2 separate regions of the Arachis hypogaea genome follow, and region 2 is linked to region 1. Evidence: chromatin contacts called from public Hi-C data. All regions are on one chromosome and are shown on one strand. Each heading gives the region's core, a stretch centred on a gene start, on an enhancer-like site or on the middle of the called end of the contact. The rest is flanking DNA. Distances are from core to core; before and after follow the strand shown.

What was found. A called contact is a pair of places that touch in the nucleus more often than the background predicts.
Region 2: a Hi-C map of leaf shows a contact between it and region 1, with 1.8 times the contacts expected there. The contact joins the promoter of LOC112736410 here to the enhancer-like site in region 1. A contact is called at or near these places in 5 of 8 Hi-C or Micro-C datasets (leaf and an unstated tissue).

What each region holds. Positions count from the first base shown.
Region 1 is chr13:2,528,813-2,533,344 of arahy.Tifrunner.gnm2.J5K5, forward strand. No RefSeq gene overlaps it. Among protein-coding and RNA genes, the nearest start is that of LOC112736408, 6.0 kb to the left of the region's middle. Within about 2 kb of position 2,504, at least 2 of the 3 cell types and tissues checked have open chromatin away from gene starts, as enhancers often do.
Region 2 is chr13:2,594,223-2,598,754 of arahy.Tifrunner.gnm2.J5K5, forward strand. LOC112736410 (DDT domain-containing protein PTM) reads left to right here and starts at 2,007. Exons shown (of 9, transcript XM_025785852.3): 1 at 2,007-3,196; 2 at 3,326-4,018; 3 at 4,239-4,532. The coding sequence starts at 2,400.

The DNA of each region.
Region 1 (4,532 bases), core at 1,254-3,753:
ATATTTTAAACATTTTAATTATAATTTTTACTTTTCACTTAATTTTACCTTTAAAATAATTCCTAAAATTTAAGCTTATTTTGCACAATATACCAAGGTTAATCATGCCCTATTTTTTCCTTCTAGAGGTAGTAGGGAATTTCTAAATAACTTTCATTATTATTATTATTATTATTATTATTTAACCGAGTCCCAAATTTGGGGGCGGGCAGGCATTTAAGCTTAGTGAAAATTATTTATACATTTTGAGTTTGTAGATTCTAATATACCTAGAAACTATAAAAGTATCACTTCTATGTGGTTATTTAACCTTTTATTTGGCATCTTAATTTTCGGCTCTATTGTTGTTCATCACAGATGATAACCATACATAACTAATTCATGTGAAAAGAAAGATTAAAAATGTGACCTAGCTATCGCATTGAGTGTGGACTACACTATAGACATCTATGGATCTACCCTACCTTCTTTTAATAATTTGTTTCTTGCATTGTTTTCCTTAATTGTAGTAGTCATCTTCTTTTTTCCTCCCCATGATATAAGGGGGGAAAATTAAAAAGTATATATATTAAAGCTAAGAATTAGTCAAATTCAATCTTAAAAATTATTAACTCATCAAGTTGAAGATAAAAAATTATAATAAAAGAATTATTTAGCCTTTATCTATAAGAAATAATATGTGATTCTAATACATTACCAAATAGACTAAATAATATCATATTATTTAGAATTAAGTAAACAACAATACTATATGATTGTCAAATATTATCATTTTTAGGTTAATACGTACTTAATCAACAATAATTTGTACACATAAAATATATAATTTACACATATATTTATCAGAATTTATACATATGAGTCAACATACTTTGCATCCTACATTTATCAAAATCTACACGCATAAATCAATAATATTTATTTATTAAAGATACTTTAGTATTTATACTGATTAATTACTGATCAAAATTACTAAAAATTATTGGTCTCTAAGATTTTCTATTAAATCTAATATAATTTTAAAAAATCGTTGATAATTAATTTTTAGGATCGGAGACTCTAAACTTAAAAGACAAATAAGCTAACTTTCTAATGTGAAAATTGAAAAATGTGAATGAAACAAAGTTAGTCAAGGAATACATGAAACAAAGTCGTCTGAATCATGGGTTTATGTCCCCAAAGTTAACCCTCAAAACAAACATCGAAATGAGTTAAACCCTACATACAACCCTTCTTGAGTTCTGATCCTTTGAACTAGATCAATTTATAATCCTACCTTTTTTAGACCCCAAACTTGGCTTCTTCTTTTTTTCCATATATTCTTATATAACCTTTCGGCATAATGACCACGTTTACCATAAATATCCAAAGTTTGACGAATATCAAGAAAATTTGGAACAAGAACAACTTTTGCAGTCAAATTGGACAATTCCATTCTTCTTTTTTCTAATAATGCTCTTTTCTTTTGGTGGAAACTCAGGTGCAGTCGACTTTACGTGAAGTTAATATCTGAGAGCCATTAAATTATTCGACTGATTTGACTAAATTTTAATCCAACGACTCTCAGGTATCAACTTCATATGAAGTTGACTTCATCTGAGTTTTTACCTTTCTTTTTCTTCTCATAAAAACTAGTAAGAAATATAAACAAGACACACCAAGTTATGGCTACAGAGTAACTAGTCATAATGCACCAAAATACAAAGAAAGGCATCGCTTTCAAAACAACAAAAAACTTAGACAAGTCTTCATTTGATTGGTTATGGGTATTGTTGTATCTCCATTTTCCCAGTAACATGCGCATTATTTTGCGCCAAGCTCTGAATTTGAACTCTCTCATGCACTGATGCACCCCTGGCCTCGTGTATTGCCTCCAAATGTAGTTGCTATGATTTCGATATTTCACCCAAAACCAACAATAATCAATAATATTCAATTGGTTAGTTGTAGAAACTATTAATTTTGTCCTATATATACATACTTAGTCACAACCCACTTTCACAAAGTCTTTACTATCTTAATTCTACAATAATCAATCACATATAGAAACAAGACTTTAATTGTTACAATGCTATTTAATTAAATATCAGTATTTATAAGACTTTAATATGTTAATATGTAATTAAGTCAAATATTTTAATTGATGATGTGATAGTATATATTGATTACATGTTTATATAAAATGTTTTCATTTACGAATTTCTTATATAAAAAATTAAATTCACCATTCGGAGGTCTTTTTTTTTTTGCCATTAATAACGGTCAATTAACCAACTACCACCTCTTCAACAATATGTAGTATATAACTATATATAATATAATGTAGGCCCTTTTCTTTCTCATCACTTGGCCCTTTAATACAAGAAAAATGGGCTTAAAGATGTAGATAAATAAATAAATGAAGCATGAAAATACACCCTACATATCTTTGTTCACAATATGTAGTTTAATTATTAATAATCTAATAAGAAAGAAATGAGTAACCAAATCTGATTACACGGTCCTACTATGTCTGTTGAAGAAACACAGCTTACATTAAACTATATATTGTATCTGATTACTTGGTCCTACAATATAGCTTCATACTTATTTATTTTTAGGTGTTATAGTGCTAGTTTAAATTGGTTTTTTGTGAAAAAAAAAGTATTTTTTTTAAATAAAGTATTTTTATTCAATTTAAAATTTATTTGGATACGTCTTTTAAAAAAAATATTTTTATTAAAAAAATAAATTATTTGATTTTTTTTTAAGCTAGCAATATTTTACTTTAAAAAAATAATTTTTTTTAATACTTAAAAATTCTTTTTAAAAATTTTATTTAAATATAAAATAAATTTTGTCTATTAAAAAAATATTTTTTTAAAAAATAAATATGTAGATATATATGTAGCAAATATATGAATATAGTCTTAGTGATTTCTTTTTGATCGAAGAATGCTCTAAAATTAACGTTTAAGTTTAATGACCTAAAAATATGAATAGTGTCATAATTAATAAAAGAGAGGCATCCTAAAATATAATCTTTCTTTGTTAACATTATTCTAATTAAACTAATTTTTCTAGCCTACCTAATCGATCTGTTTTTTACGCATATATAAACCAAATTAGGTTGTAGTTACTTTATCCAAAGCCAATTTCTTTTTTTTTTTCTCTTTACTTTTGTCTTCTTTTATTTTTTTTATTTTTTTGGACAATCATCAACAAACATTTTTCTATGCTCTTGTTACATGTCTTAATAGTCTTAGGCAAGTAATCGGCTAATAAGACCAAACAAAGATATGCTGAAGAAATTTCAGAAATGCTTTTTAAGTTTTTATACATCCTATTTTACCGGTCAAACTAATTTAAATAAAGAAAAGTATATGGAACCAAGAGGTGATCAACCAAAAAGTAAACAACTTAACTAATTTATAATTATATTTAATTAATTTTATTTGTTTTTAATTTATAATATTTGATATTAATTACTTCTCATCCCAAATTAAAATTCTAAATGATACGTTGGAGAAATAGGGGCGGAGATTATGAAACTTCCAACAATTTGATTCTTAGTATATAAAAAAATTTATAAAATATATAAAAGAACATTCATTTAGTATGAAAAAAAATATTCTGATACTTAGTAGAAGAAACATCCTAAATAAACACCATAATTTTAGATTCACCTAGAGACATTTGACGGGTATCCTCTTGGTTCCTAGCATTGTTGAATAAATAAAGCATCTTAGTGTTGTAAAGTGGGAAAGAGAATGAATTTGGTTTTAAAAACCTTTTAAATTATATTGATTATAGTATATAGTAGCTGATTAGTGATAGATTAAAAATATAGATATAATAAAACTCAAAAAATCTAGATGCATGTATGTCTTTTTTATTATTTTTTAGAAATTAATATAAAATAAGAAACACTCAAATTAATCCTTGATATTTGGCACAATTAATGTTTCAGAAATTTAGACCGTGATTTAAGATAAGTGCGCTAGTCTAACGAAAAATATGTGTAGACAAGGACATTAAACTGTCAAGGGATTTTGTGGAGTAGGATATATGGTTGCGCATGCAAATAATTAATAAAAATAAAAGGAAAAGTATATGGAACCAACTCTAAATTAGTTAAGAATGGAACAATTTATTAATTATAAATATAGTAATTAATTTTATTTATTTATGATTTAAAATATTGGTTATTAAATATTTCACCACATTCAAATTAGGAGGAGATACGTTTAGTATCATTGCAACGTGAATTACAGAAACTGATTCAATTAGCTTTCGTCTCTTCGCTCTTTTTTCCTCTCCAAATGCCTAAAACATGATAAATCAGAAAACAGATTCAGAATCATCCAATTTATAAAGACAAAAAATATCCTAATGCCTAACATAAACACCATTCACGTAGAGGTTTTAGATTCACTCAAAGATATTTGGCTGGTTTTTTGCTAGAACCATCTTGGTTCCTAGCATTATTGTTAATAAAAAAAATGTGATAATGGTGGTCATATTTATCGAATTTGGAGGTGATAATTGTCGGA
Region 2 (4,532 bases), core at 757-3,256, 65 kb after region 1:
TCACCTAACTAATGAAAACACATTAAAATTATAATCAGACTACTTTATTCTACTTGTCTTAGAGCTACATTTATATCATAGTAATGGAAGTTTGGCACATGACAACTTTATTCTAACCGGTTTTGTGGATGTTGAATTTACAAAATTGAAGATTTAGTTTCAATTATCTATATATGAATGAATGTAATATTTCATTCGTAGTGATAATCGTATAATTGCTCAAATGCACTCAAGCAACGATGTCTTGACATATTTGAACAACCATATTCCTTAGTTTATTACTTTTTCTTTTCTTTTCTTAAGCACAAATAAATAGATACAAGAACAACTTATATAGCCATTTTCAATTGTTTTGACACATGAACTAATATGAAACATATTCAACGTCATGCTGTAATAGGCAATCAATTTTTTATTCCAAAAATTAAAACAGAATAACATTAGAATAAAAATATTTTTAAAACAACACTTGCTAATTGGATCATATTAATTAATTATGCATTGCTCAATTTACATCCTGAGGCAGCAACAGCTAACAAGTGATTCAAAAGGACCAAAACGTGCATTGCCGTTGCATCATTATTAATTTTTTTTGTCTCTATAAATTGAACCGACTCATATTATTTGAAGAGTTCGCGCGAAAATAAGATTGAGTTGAGTGGCGAAAATTATATTGTTCCCGCCATAAATTAATTCACATAATTTAGTAATAATTTGACACGCTACAGAACTGTGACCTTCCCACTTCACAGTTACGTTCAACTTCACCATGCTGCTACTACTATTTTGACTCACTTCGTTCCGTGTCAACTCATTTCGTTCGGTTTTTGTTAAAAAATTATGTTACGCTTAATGGCAATATTTTCTCGTGATATATATTCATCATGAATAAAATAAAATGGTAAACAAACCAAGAAAATAAATGAATATCCATTACACTTACTCGCAGTTATTAGTTAACCCACCGACGAGACTTATGCAATAGAGTAACAAATTATTGTTTGATGTATATTACCCTAGATTCAAAATTTATTATAAAATTAGAAGTTTCAAAACATAAATTAGTCTATTGAATTCCTTCTCAATGTTATTTTAATTGGACAAATTTATCTATTAGAAACAAAGTATACAGTAAAAAAATGAAGTAATTATCCTTTTCAAATGGTGTAACATATTAACAATGTCCAATAACTATAAGGTATGATCTATACCTCACTGAATTCTTTAATCAAATGATATGTGCTTTATATCCCATTTTGTAAATAATTAAATAAAAATTATTAACAAAGAATCTAATAAACAATTATATAAATTTAATATAATTTTATATTTATCTTCTTAGTTGTTTTTTGATCATCAATCAGAATTTTACATCATACCAATTTAGTATAATTATATTTTATTTAAAAGTTCAGGAAACATTGAAAGACTCGATAGCAAAAAATGGTTTTATTAAATTGGTATTCTTTTTCTTTTATCCTAACTTGAATTTAGAACTTTTAATTTTGCAAATACTTTTTTCCGAATTGAATTTACCATTTGATTAGAAAATCAAATGCTTAAAATTTGTCTTATGAATACTGATAATTAAATATAAGTTTTGAATTTATTAATATTCAAAATATTTTACAATCAAAATAGATATTAGTTTTCTCAAAAATAATTATATCTTTTTTTTTTTTTGTAAATACTCCAATAATAATCCAAACATCCTATACATACTCTAGTAGTCTAGTGTACTAAAAGTTTTATTTTAAACGACTACTAATAACTTTTTGTTTACTGATCTGAATATATGATAAGTATTTGTGTAATTTTTTTATATTGATAACATATAATATATAATATATATACACATTAATTAATAATTAGATAAGAAAAATTGGCAAATTTAGGAGCGCAATGACTCGGACGAGTGGGTGAGCCGACTCGGACGAGTGGGTGAGCCGACTCGGACGCAACGAGTATAACGACGAGTTGACTCACCTTGATTTAGAATAATAAAAAAAAAAAAACTCGGTAACTGAGTCTCCAGAAGAAACCAATTTCCCTCTTCCTTCTCGTTCTCTAGGGTTATCGTCTTCTTTCGCACCTTCTTCTTATCTCTCCAAAAAATCACACACACTCCATAAATTGTTCAAACTCACCTCACACTCTCTCTCATGTTCCGTCTCACGAATTTTCGTTTCTAACCGTTTTTTCCCCTTCCATTTTCTGGAATTTACCATCGACTCTTCGATATAGTTTCAAGTTCCTCCTTCGATTTGCGCTCATTTCTTTAGATCCGAACAATTCCTAGCTTTAAGAGCTCCGGTGGATCAGAATTAGAAGTTTCCGAAGGAAATCGAAGTGTTAGGGTTCCGATTTTTCTGAAATTTTAGTTTCCGTTTGAAAAAGCGATGGAGCCACCGGTTGTTAGATCGAGAGGGAGGCCGCGGAAGCGTAGAAGAAAAGAGGAAGAAATGGAAGCTCTGGAAGCAAAGAGGCAAGCCTTGGCAACCAGATCGATAGCGTTGGTTGGACGATTCGTGCTGAAGGAGTTCCCGAAAATCGGTGTTTTTCTCGGTAAAGTTGTGTACTACGAGTGTGGCTTGTATAGAGTTAGTTATGAGGACGGTGATTTCGAGGATTTGGATAGTGGTGAGGTTCGTGCTGTTCTACTAAATGACAGTGATTTTGATGATGATTTGACTAAGAGGAAGGGTAAATTGGAGCAATTAGTGTTGAAGAATAGTGTAAAGGTTCAGGCTAAGTCGGTGAAGGCTTCTGATGAGATGAATAAAGATGAATCCAAGGTTGATGGACCTGTTTCGGGAGAACTTAACGGTGAAAACGGTGAGGAACAAGCTGAAGGTGGCGATGATTTGTTGAGTGATGATTATTCTGATTCAGATGCTGAGGCAGTGCCTGCCGTGCCACCGCGGCCGCCTTTGTTGCAGTTGCCACCATCGTCAGGGACTATTGGTGTGCCGGAGCAGTGTGTTTCGCACCTGTTTGCTGTTTATGGTTTCTTGAGATCATTTAGCACTAGGTTGTTCCTGGCACCGTTTACTTTAGATGATTTTGTTGGTTGTCTTAATTGCCGAGTTGCTAACAGCTTGATTGATTCTATTCACGTCTCCCTATTGCGGGTATTGAGGCATCATCTTGAATCCGTTTCATCTGAAGGCTCAGAGCTTGCATCGAAATGCCTTAGGTGCTTAAATTTCTTTCTACTATTTATTTATTTATTTTTTCGGTTTGGCAAGATTCATGTATACAGCATTGATAGTAGAAATGGTGTCTACACTTGATTTTGATTAGATTGAAGTTGTTGTATTTGCAGGTGCAATGATTGGGGCTTGCTTGATGCATTGACTTGGCCTGTTTTTGTGATTCAGTATTTATTAGTTAATGGACACACAAAAGGACCTGAATGGAAAGGGTTTTATGATGAGGCTTTTGCTTGCGAGTATTATTTATTGCCTGTAAGTAGGAAGTTAATGATATTGCAAAAACTCTGCGATGATGTTTTGGATTCAGAGGAGCTAAAAGCTGAAATGAACATGCGGGAAGAATCAGAGGTTGGGGTGGATTATGACGCAGAAGATATCATTGCTGCAGAAAATGGGCCTGGAAAAGTCCTGCCAAGACATGCCAATACTGCTTGTGAGGATAAAGGAGCCATGAAGATAGTTTTGGCATCAAATTTTGTGAACCAACATGTTAACCCTAATAATTCCAATTCCAGAAATGCAGGAAACGTTGGTGATGGCGATGATAGAAATGGAGATGAATGTCGTCTTTGTGGTATGGATGGGACCTTGCTTTGTTGTGATGGGTGCCCCTCTGCTTATCACTCCAGGTGTATTGGTGTTTCGAAAATGCATATACCAGAAGGACCGTGGTATTGTCCAGAATGCAAGATTAACATGATTGGGCCAACAGTTGCAAAGGGAACATCACTTAGAGGTGCTGAAATATTTGGAATGGATTTGTACGGGCAGCTTTTCATGAGTTCTTGCGACCACTTATTGGTGTATGTTCAACATCATTTTGTGTTATTTTTTCTTACTTTTTTTTGTTATATCACTACTGGTGCTTCAGTTCTATTTTGTGTTATTTTTTCTTACTTTTTTTTGAAATTTGTGCTTTAGTCTACTTCCTTTCCATCCCTTTGCTATCCTCCTTAGAGTAGATGTACTTTTAACTTCCCAAATTCATCTTCATGATCTTTAAAAAAAAATGGATGATTGCAGGCTCAATGTCAACAATGATGAATTCTGTCTTAAATATTACAACCAGAGTGACATTCCTAATGTTATCCAAGTGCTCTGCGGATCCTTGCAGCATAGACCAATATACTATGATATTTGCATGGCAGTTATGCAATATTGGAATATTTCTGAAAGAGTCTTGCCTCTTCCTCCTCCGTCAAGTGAAGATGGTCATAAGCCTGTTAGTTTGGTGAATGGAGAGTACTCTCACACTTTGAGCTTGATTTATAGTGGCAATGTAGTCCCTTCACGTGATATCTCAACAACTAACACTGT